Regions from separate parts of the Mus musculus genome. Here region 2 is linked to region 1. Evidence: chromatin contacts called from public HiChIP or PLAC-seq data. All regions are on one chromosome and are shown on one strand. The core of a region is the stretch at or near the end of the contact, and the rest is flanking DNA. Distances in the headings are between cores, read along the strand shown. Region 1 overlaps Ttc39b (tetratricopeptide repeat domain 39B). Region 2 overlaps Gm11413 (predicted gene 11413).

Region 1 (3,520 bases), core at 699-3,198:
CAGCCTGCCTCGCGTATTCTACCTCAGCAAGCTGTTTGTTTATCTGCCATCAGCATAGACTCAAAGACCCCGACTGTTTTCAATGTTCTACAATACACCTAGGGTATTATAACCATTGTGATACCCAAACTGTCCCAAATACGGTCCAGATAACTTGTAAATTCTCACAACCTTCCCTCTTGAGAAAATTCTAACGCTTGGTGCTAGTTTGCTACAAGAATTCCTGGGTCAGGAAGAAGCTAGAGAAAGTACCCAAGGAGCTAAAGGGGTCGACAACCCTATAGGAGGAACAACAATATGAACTAACCAGTACCCCCCCCCCCTCCAGAGCTTGTGTCTCTAGCTGCATATGTAGCAGAGGATGGCCTAGTTGGCCATCAATGGGAGGATAGGCCCTTGATATGCCCCAGTACAAGGGAATGGGGGGGGGGGGAGGGGTAATAGAGGACTTTTGGGATAGCATTTAAAATGTAAATGAAGAAAATATCTAATAAAAAAAGGGAAAAAATGAAAATAATTCCTGGGTCAGAATTGCTACCCTGTGACTCTGAGGTGTATCTTTACTTTATTCGCCCAGTCCCGGCTCTCATAGCTGACACACCAATGTACACTCTCAAAGGGACTTTAGCAGTGTGTTTGGTTTGCTGCTGTCTGAAGCTGACTTCACCACTTAGCCATTACCTAATCTCTCAACTCCTCCAAATGCCTGGGTGTAGATTAGGTTCCGCCTGCTCAGATTCACCAGTGCATGCATACAGTGGGGACTAGGAGAAGGAGGACCCTAAGTGTCTAGGCTAGCCAGAGTAAACAGTGAAAACAAAATAAAACAAAACAAACACAGGCTCCTTCAGAACACAGAGCGCCATGAAGGCTTAGCCCTAGTCATGGTTTACCTTAAATAGACCCAGAGGGAGGCTCCTGGGTTGAAGTTTTGGTCCTCGCTGGCAGTGTGCTAGTGCTTACGTACTAACTACTGAGCTGTGGCGGGGCCTGTAAGAGCTTTGAAGGGAACGTGCCCTTGGAGGGGATATTGGAACCTGTCTGTCTTCTCTCTTTCTCTCTTCCTGGTCTCCACTAGAGCAGCAGCGTTGCTCCAGTACACCTTCCCACTGGAATGTTCTGTCTGGCATGGGGCCAGCTGACCACAGAAGGAAACCAAAACAAACATTTCCTCCCTTAAGTAACAGCGATGGAGAGCGAACTGACAAGAGCCCAGAGCACCAGGGTCTTCCCTAAGTGGGTCATTTCTAGATAGGACTCGGGGGTCATACATGAACAGGAGCCTAGATCAAACACTCTATAGTCCTTCCAAGGACCTGATTTCCTCTTTAAACTGCCTACAGCAACTGCTGTTTCCTGCAATGAAAATTAGATAGAAGACAGATAACAAAAAAGGATATAAACAAACAAGATTGTGCAGATAATACCCACAGCTAGGAGAAAGCAAAAAGGCTCTGCAGTAAAGGCCCGGATAGGAGCCAAGCTAAGCTAAGCTGTCTTAGTTAGGGTGATCACTGCTGTGATCAAACACCATAACCAAAAGGAAAGTTGGAGAGGAAATGGTCTATTTGGTTTACACTTCTACATTATAGTCAATCATTGAAGAAAATCAGGACAGGAACACAAACAGGCCAGGAACCTAGAGGCAGGAGCTGATGCAGAGGTCATGGAGGATGCTGCTTGCTGGTTTGCTCCCCATGGCTTACTCAGCTTGCTTTCTTAGAGAACCCAGGGCCACCAGCCCAGGGGTGTTACCACCCACAAAGAAGTGGGCCTTCAATCACTAATTACGAAAATGCCCTACAGCCTTGCCTATAGCTGGATCTCATGAAGACATTTCCTCAACTGAGGCTCCCTCCTCTCTGATGACTCTAGCTTTGTGCCCATGTTGACGTAAAACTAGCCAGCACAGTCTCTTTGGAAATTTGACCTCTGTGGTGAGTTTGGGAAGTTCAGGAACTGGTGACCAGTGAGTCAGCCAGACAGGAAACACATACACAAGAGCTCTATGGTAGAGAATAACTTGGCACTGAGAGGCAAAATCGGCAGAGAAGGCAAGACACAGCTGGAGGGAGGCAAAAAGCTCAACTATTTGGTCACAAGGAGAGTGGTTTTCTTCTAATTACTATGGACAGCCACTGCAAGTCTGTACACTGAGGAGAAGAAACATGTAATCAGTGTCTGAGAAAGATCGGTGGGGACACAGAACCCCGAGCAGATCACAGAGGTCAAAGAAGAGGCAAGGACACCTACAGGGTGCTCTCCCGGGGGTGGCGCCGTGGAAGACCGTTGTATAGGGTCTTACATGGAGGCCACAGTGAGAGCAAAGGAGACCAAGATGGAGCTAGACTCCACAGCCGTGGCTGACGGCAGAGAAAGGGTGACTGAGGTGGGAAGGGAGGATGAAGTCCGACGCCAGGCCTTTGGGGATGCAGTGCTATTTTAAATCCATCTGCAAAGCCTTTTGTTTGCTTCAGAAGATTACAAATGGATGACAGTCTCCAGTGACCTCCCCTGAAAGCCAGGGCTTTGTAGTCTTCAGCACATACATGGACAAGAGTTCTTTAAACAACCTTAAAATAGTCACATCTAACCTACTGTCATGTGATATACAGACAACTGGGCTTGTGGGCTTTCAAATGGGAGACTTCTTAAATTTTCTCTGACCTCTTTTTGCCCAAGAAATGATTATGCAACGTCAAATGGACAGGTATGCAAAATAGGAATATAAATTAAACATTAATTGACAATAAATAGCCAGGTGTGGTGGCGCACACCTTTAATCCCAGAGGCAGGCAGATTTCTGAGTTCGAGGCCAGCTAGGTCTACAAAGTAAGTTCCAGGACAGCCTGGGCTATACAGAGAAACCCTGTCTTGAAAAAAACAAAAACAAAAAAAAAATTGATAATAAATAATTTTTTAAAATGTGTTTAAAGACAACTCTTTAGCATACCTCTCCTTTTCCTATGTGTTACAGACGAGGGGCCTGGAGAGTGGCTCAGCATTAAGAAGAGTTGTTCCTCTTGCAAAGGACCCAGGTTCAATACCCAGCACCCACACGGTGGCTCACAACCAACTAAAACTCCAGTTCCAAGGGATCGGAAGCTCTTCTGGACTCTAAGGGCATCAGGCATACATTCAGACAGAACACTCACACACTTAAAAAACGAATTTTCACACGAGTAAGGAGGATCTGTTTATCTTTCTATAAAGAATTAAATGTTGCCTGAAGATTTGATACTGCAGGGTACTAAACAGCTTCAGCATTTTTCAGAGTTAAATATTTTGATTTTACAACAGTCATTGGCTCAGAGGTTAAGAGTGCTGTCTGCTCTTCCAGAGGCCCTGAGTTCAATTCCCAGCAAGCACCTAGGGCTCACATCCATCCATCTATCCTAAGATCTGATGCCTTCCTCTGGCATGCAGGTGTACATGCTGATAGAGCATAAATAAGTAAGTTTTTTAAAAAAAAAAAAAAAAAAAAGAAACTAAAGCCATCAACTGAAATAGCAATTCTTAA
Region 2 (3,520 bases), core at 698-3,197, 71 kb after region 1:
CCTTAAGACTCAGTTATTTGCTCTGCTCCAGTAACCCTGACTATTTTACCCACCAATTCCTCCATTTTGAAAACCCCTATACCATATAAGTCTTGTCTTCTACACATCCATGGCTGACCACTGGGACCCTGCCTTAGGGGGAGGCAGCCTGTGTACGTGAATAAAAAGCTTGCTTTACTTAATACGGACATGACGGCTTGGGTCAGTGGCTCTCTCCTGCCGTCTCTGGAATTAACACATGCTCTACCTCATTTCCGTGGTCCATGCTCACAGTGGCATTTTAAGGTTCCCTGACCCTTCTACATTTTCATTTTTATTGTAGCCATACTAGAAACTGCCTCAAATAATCTCTAACAAAGGAGAATAAACATACAAAACAATCCTGTCAGGCCAGGCATGATGGTACACACCTTTAATTCTGTCACTGGGGAGGCAGAGGCAGATGGATCTTTGTGAGTTTGAAGCCAGCGTGGTGTACATGATGAGTTTCAGGTGGGCTAGGGCTATACAGTAAGACCCTGTTTCAAATAAATAAATAAATAAATAAATAAGAAAACAAACGGTGATCGTGTGGTGGTTTGGATGAGAAGTGTTCCCGTAGGCTGGTGTATTTGAACACTTGGTTCTCAGTGGGTGGCGCTGATTAGAGGGGCTATGGGATCTTTAGGAGACAGAGTCTTAAAGGAGTAGGTAAATTACTGAAGCCAGGCTTTGGGGGTTTGTAGCCTCATCCACTTGACATTCTCTCTGCACTGGCTGGTGCATCTCTCTGCTACTCCATGTAGTGTCTTCTCTTAAGTTATATACACAGCATTTGCTTCTGCGGGCTTCTGCCACCCACAGAATTTAATTACAAATTCTAGGGTCCATTCCTCAGCTGTCACTTCTCTTTACCTGCTTCCTAACCATTTGTCCCTCGTTTCTCTGCATGTTGTGCTGCCCTGCTCTGCTCTCCATATGGGTACCTACATGTTTCTCTGGCCTCTCTTGCTACTTCATAGCTGTGATTTTGTTGTTGTTATGACCTGTAATATAAAAATCTGAGAAGCAGGATATCTAATATGCCACCACTGTGAAAGGGTCATTTGACTCCCAAAGGGGTTGGGACCCACAGGTTGAGAACCACTGCTCTAAAGGAGCAGAACTGGTAGAATGCATCTAAATTTAGATATAGAAAGGGGATGTGTTAGAGTAGCCTACAGGCTGTGGTTTAGCTAATCCAAACAATGACTGTCTGCCAACAGAAATTCCAAGAATCTAGTATCAGAATGTTGTTCAGTCCACAGGGCTGAATATCTCAGCTGAGTATCTTCAGTTTATGCTAAAATCTTCAAGACATAATCTCTGATGCCACTGGAGGAATGGGCTTGTCAGCAATGGAGAGGAAAGTCAAGCCAAGTGAAAGCAATCTTCCTTTTTCCATTTCTTTATGTAGGCTTCCAGCAGAAGGTGTGGCCCAGATTAAAGGTCGATCTTCCCATCTTCAAAAGAAACAGATTAAAAGTGGATCGTTCCCACTTCAAATGATTTAATTGAGGAAAAAGAAATCCATCATAGTTACCCAAGACAATGTTTCCAGAAGGACATACCAATGTACCCCAGGAGGCACAGTGTTTTCCCATGGAATGCAATGACATGTGTTTGAATCAGAAGGCCCAGAAGGCCATAAAGCACAGAAACTGTCCATTATAAAATGGAGGCAGCATATTATGTGATCAGGCCAGAGCAGGTCGTAAGGATACAAACTACTTACATAAACCTGTCTAAATGTCCATGCTCCTCACTTATGTTACAAGGCTTTCTGTACACAGGCAAGCATCTATAACTTCGTGGAAGATGCTCTATGATTGGTAGAAGAAGAGCATGCTAGGGCCTGGTTCACTGCTGGTTCTCCACTCTAGGCAGGAATGATCCAGGCGTGGGCAGTTATGTTACAGCACTTTCCCAGAACGGCCCTCAAAGGCTCTGGTGAAGAGAAACCAGCACAGTGCGCAGGAGCCCAGGCACTTCACAGAGACATACACTTTGCCCGGTGAGAGGAAAAATGGCCAGATATATGGTTACATACTTATTCATGGCTGTAGCCACTGGTTTGGCTGGACGATCAGGGACATGGAAGGAGCATGATTATGAAACTAGTGAAAAAGTCACCTTTCTCTAAATGGGCAAAGGACATGAAAATACACGTATCCCAGGGGCAGCCATTCAACAAACAGACCCTGGAACTTCACAGGTGAGAGCAAGCCCCCAGATATGCCCCACCATTATGTTCTGTATCCAAACGACTAAGAAAAACTGATCCCTGAGCCAAATAGTAGCAAGATGCTGACAGGATATAAGTCACCACTTTGCCATCTTGGCCACATAAAAAAATCGTCTGGGAAGCTCTTTCAAAATCCTGGTGCCTGGCTCCAGTGTGATTCATTTGGTTTGAACTGGGGCCAAGGCATTAACAATGCATAAACTCTACAGAGACTAACTTGTACCCAAGCTACAAATATCTGATTTGCCTACCTACATGATTGGGAAACCCAATGATTTCACTGACATAGGAAACGGCTTTTGTTCTCAGGTCTCTAAGTGGTATAACTAGTATGATGGTAGCCAGGGGTAACAACCACAATTACCTAAGAAAAGTAAGACCGGAAAAACCATTAGGAGGCTAAAGGTCATGGTTTAAACACGAAATGTCTCCCATAGGGTTATGTGTTTGAACACTTGGTCTCCAGCTAGGGGTGCTGTTCAATAGGTTATAGAAATATTAGAAGATAGAGTCTTGCTGTGTGGTGGTGGCACAGGATCCCAGTACCAGGGAGGCAGAGGCAAGCAGATCTCTGTGAGTTCAAGGGCAGCATGGTCTACATAGTGAGTTCCCAGATAGCTAGGCTATATAGCAAAACCCTGTCTGGGGTGGGGGTGGGGGTGAGGAAGGACCTTGCTGGGGAAAGTATATCATAGGAAGATGGGCTGATATTTTTATAACCTGGTCCTGCTCCCTCTTCGCTCTCCTTCCTGACTACCTCATCTTCTTACAGACATGCCTTCCTATAATGAATGACTGTTCAGGTCCTGGACTGTAAGTCAAAATAAACCCTTTATTTCTTAAGTTGATTTCTTGGGGTGTTCTATCAGAGCAGCAGAAAAGAAACAAATACCCCTGTTATCCAACTACTTGAGAAACTGAGGCAGAAGGATATAGGGTTCAAAGGAAGTCTAGGCTAGATGGCCAGACCTGTATCAAGAAGACAGGAGGAGAATCAAAGCTGAAAATCAGTAAAGACACATATTCAGCAAAAGCAGATGATAAACAAAGGCAGTTTGATTGGCTGTGTCATAAGCAACAGGTTTTTAAAACACTGGCACTGTGGGAAAGAGTAGACCAGTCAGAGGGTGGGTTTTTAAAGTACTCCCAGCATCAAGGGCACAGGAACGCCAGCCTGAGAGCCCTGACAATCAAAATTAACCCACCAGAAGGAATTCAGCAAGCTGTCATACTCTGGTCCAGTGTAAAAATTATTCC

The links. HiChIP or PLAC-seq counts read pairs in DNA pulled down with a chosen protein or histone mark.
Region 2: an H3K27ac HiChIP or PLAC-seq map of embryonic fibroblasts shows a contact between it and region 1, with 22 read pairs. The contact joins two enhancer-like sites. A contact is called at or near these places in 3 of 39 promoter capture datasets (cranial neural crest, frontonasal cranial neural crest and maxillary cranial neural crest), 1 of 15 datasets of contacts at CTCF or cohesin (CD8 T cells), 12 of 484 Hi-C or Micro-C datasets (CD4 T cells, CD8 T cells, the MC38 cell line and 8 more) and 7 of 115 datasets of contacts at active chromatin or transcription factors (CD8 T cells, a colorectal cancer cell line, double positive thymocytes and 4 more).

Annotation. Positions count from the first base shown.
Region 1 is chr4:83,307,188-83,310,707 of GRCm38.p6, forward strand. All of the region lies in intron 1 of Ttc39b (tetratricopeptide repeat domain 39B), which reads right to left. Among named protein-coding and RNA genes, the nearest start is that of Gm42306, 14 kb to the right of the region's middle. Within about 2 kb of position 1,949, at least 95 of the 459 cell types and tissues checked have an H3K27ac peak or open chromatin away from gene starts, as enhancers often do. A contact at or near this core is called in the MC38 cell line, a colorectal cancer cell line, embryonic fibroblasts and 1 more, where this site is marked.
Region 2 is chr4:83,377,999-83,381,518 of GRCm38.p6, forward strand. Gm11413 (predicted gene 11413) reads right to left here. Exons shown (of 3, transcript NR_045450.1): 3 at 319-1,481. Among named protein-coding and RNA genes, the nearest start is that of Gm11184, 3.3 kb to the right of the region's middle. Within about 2 kb of position 1,948, at least 35 of the 459 cell types and tissues checked have an H3K27ac peak or open chromatin away from gene starts, as enhancers often do. A contact at or near this core is called in the MC38 cell line, a colorectal cancer cell line, embryonic fibroblasts and 1 more, where this site is marked.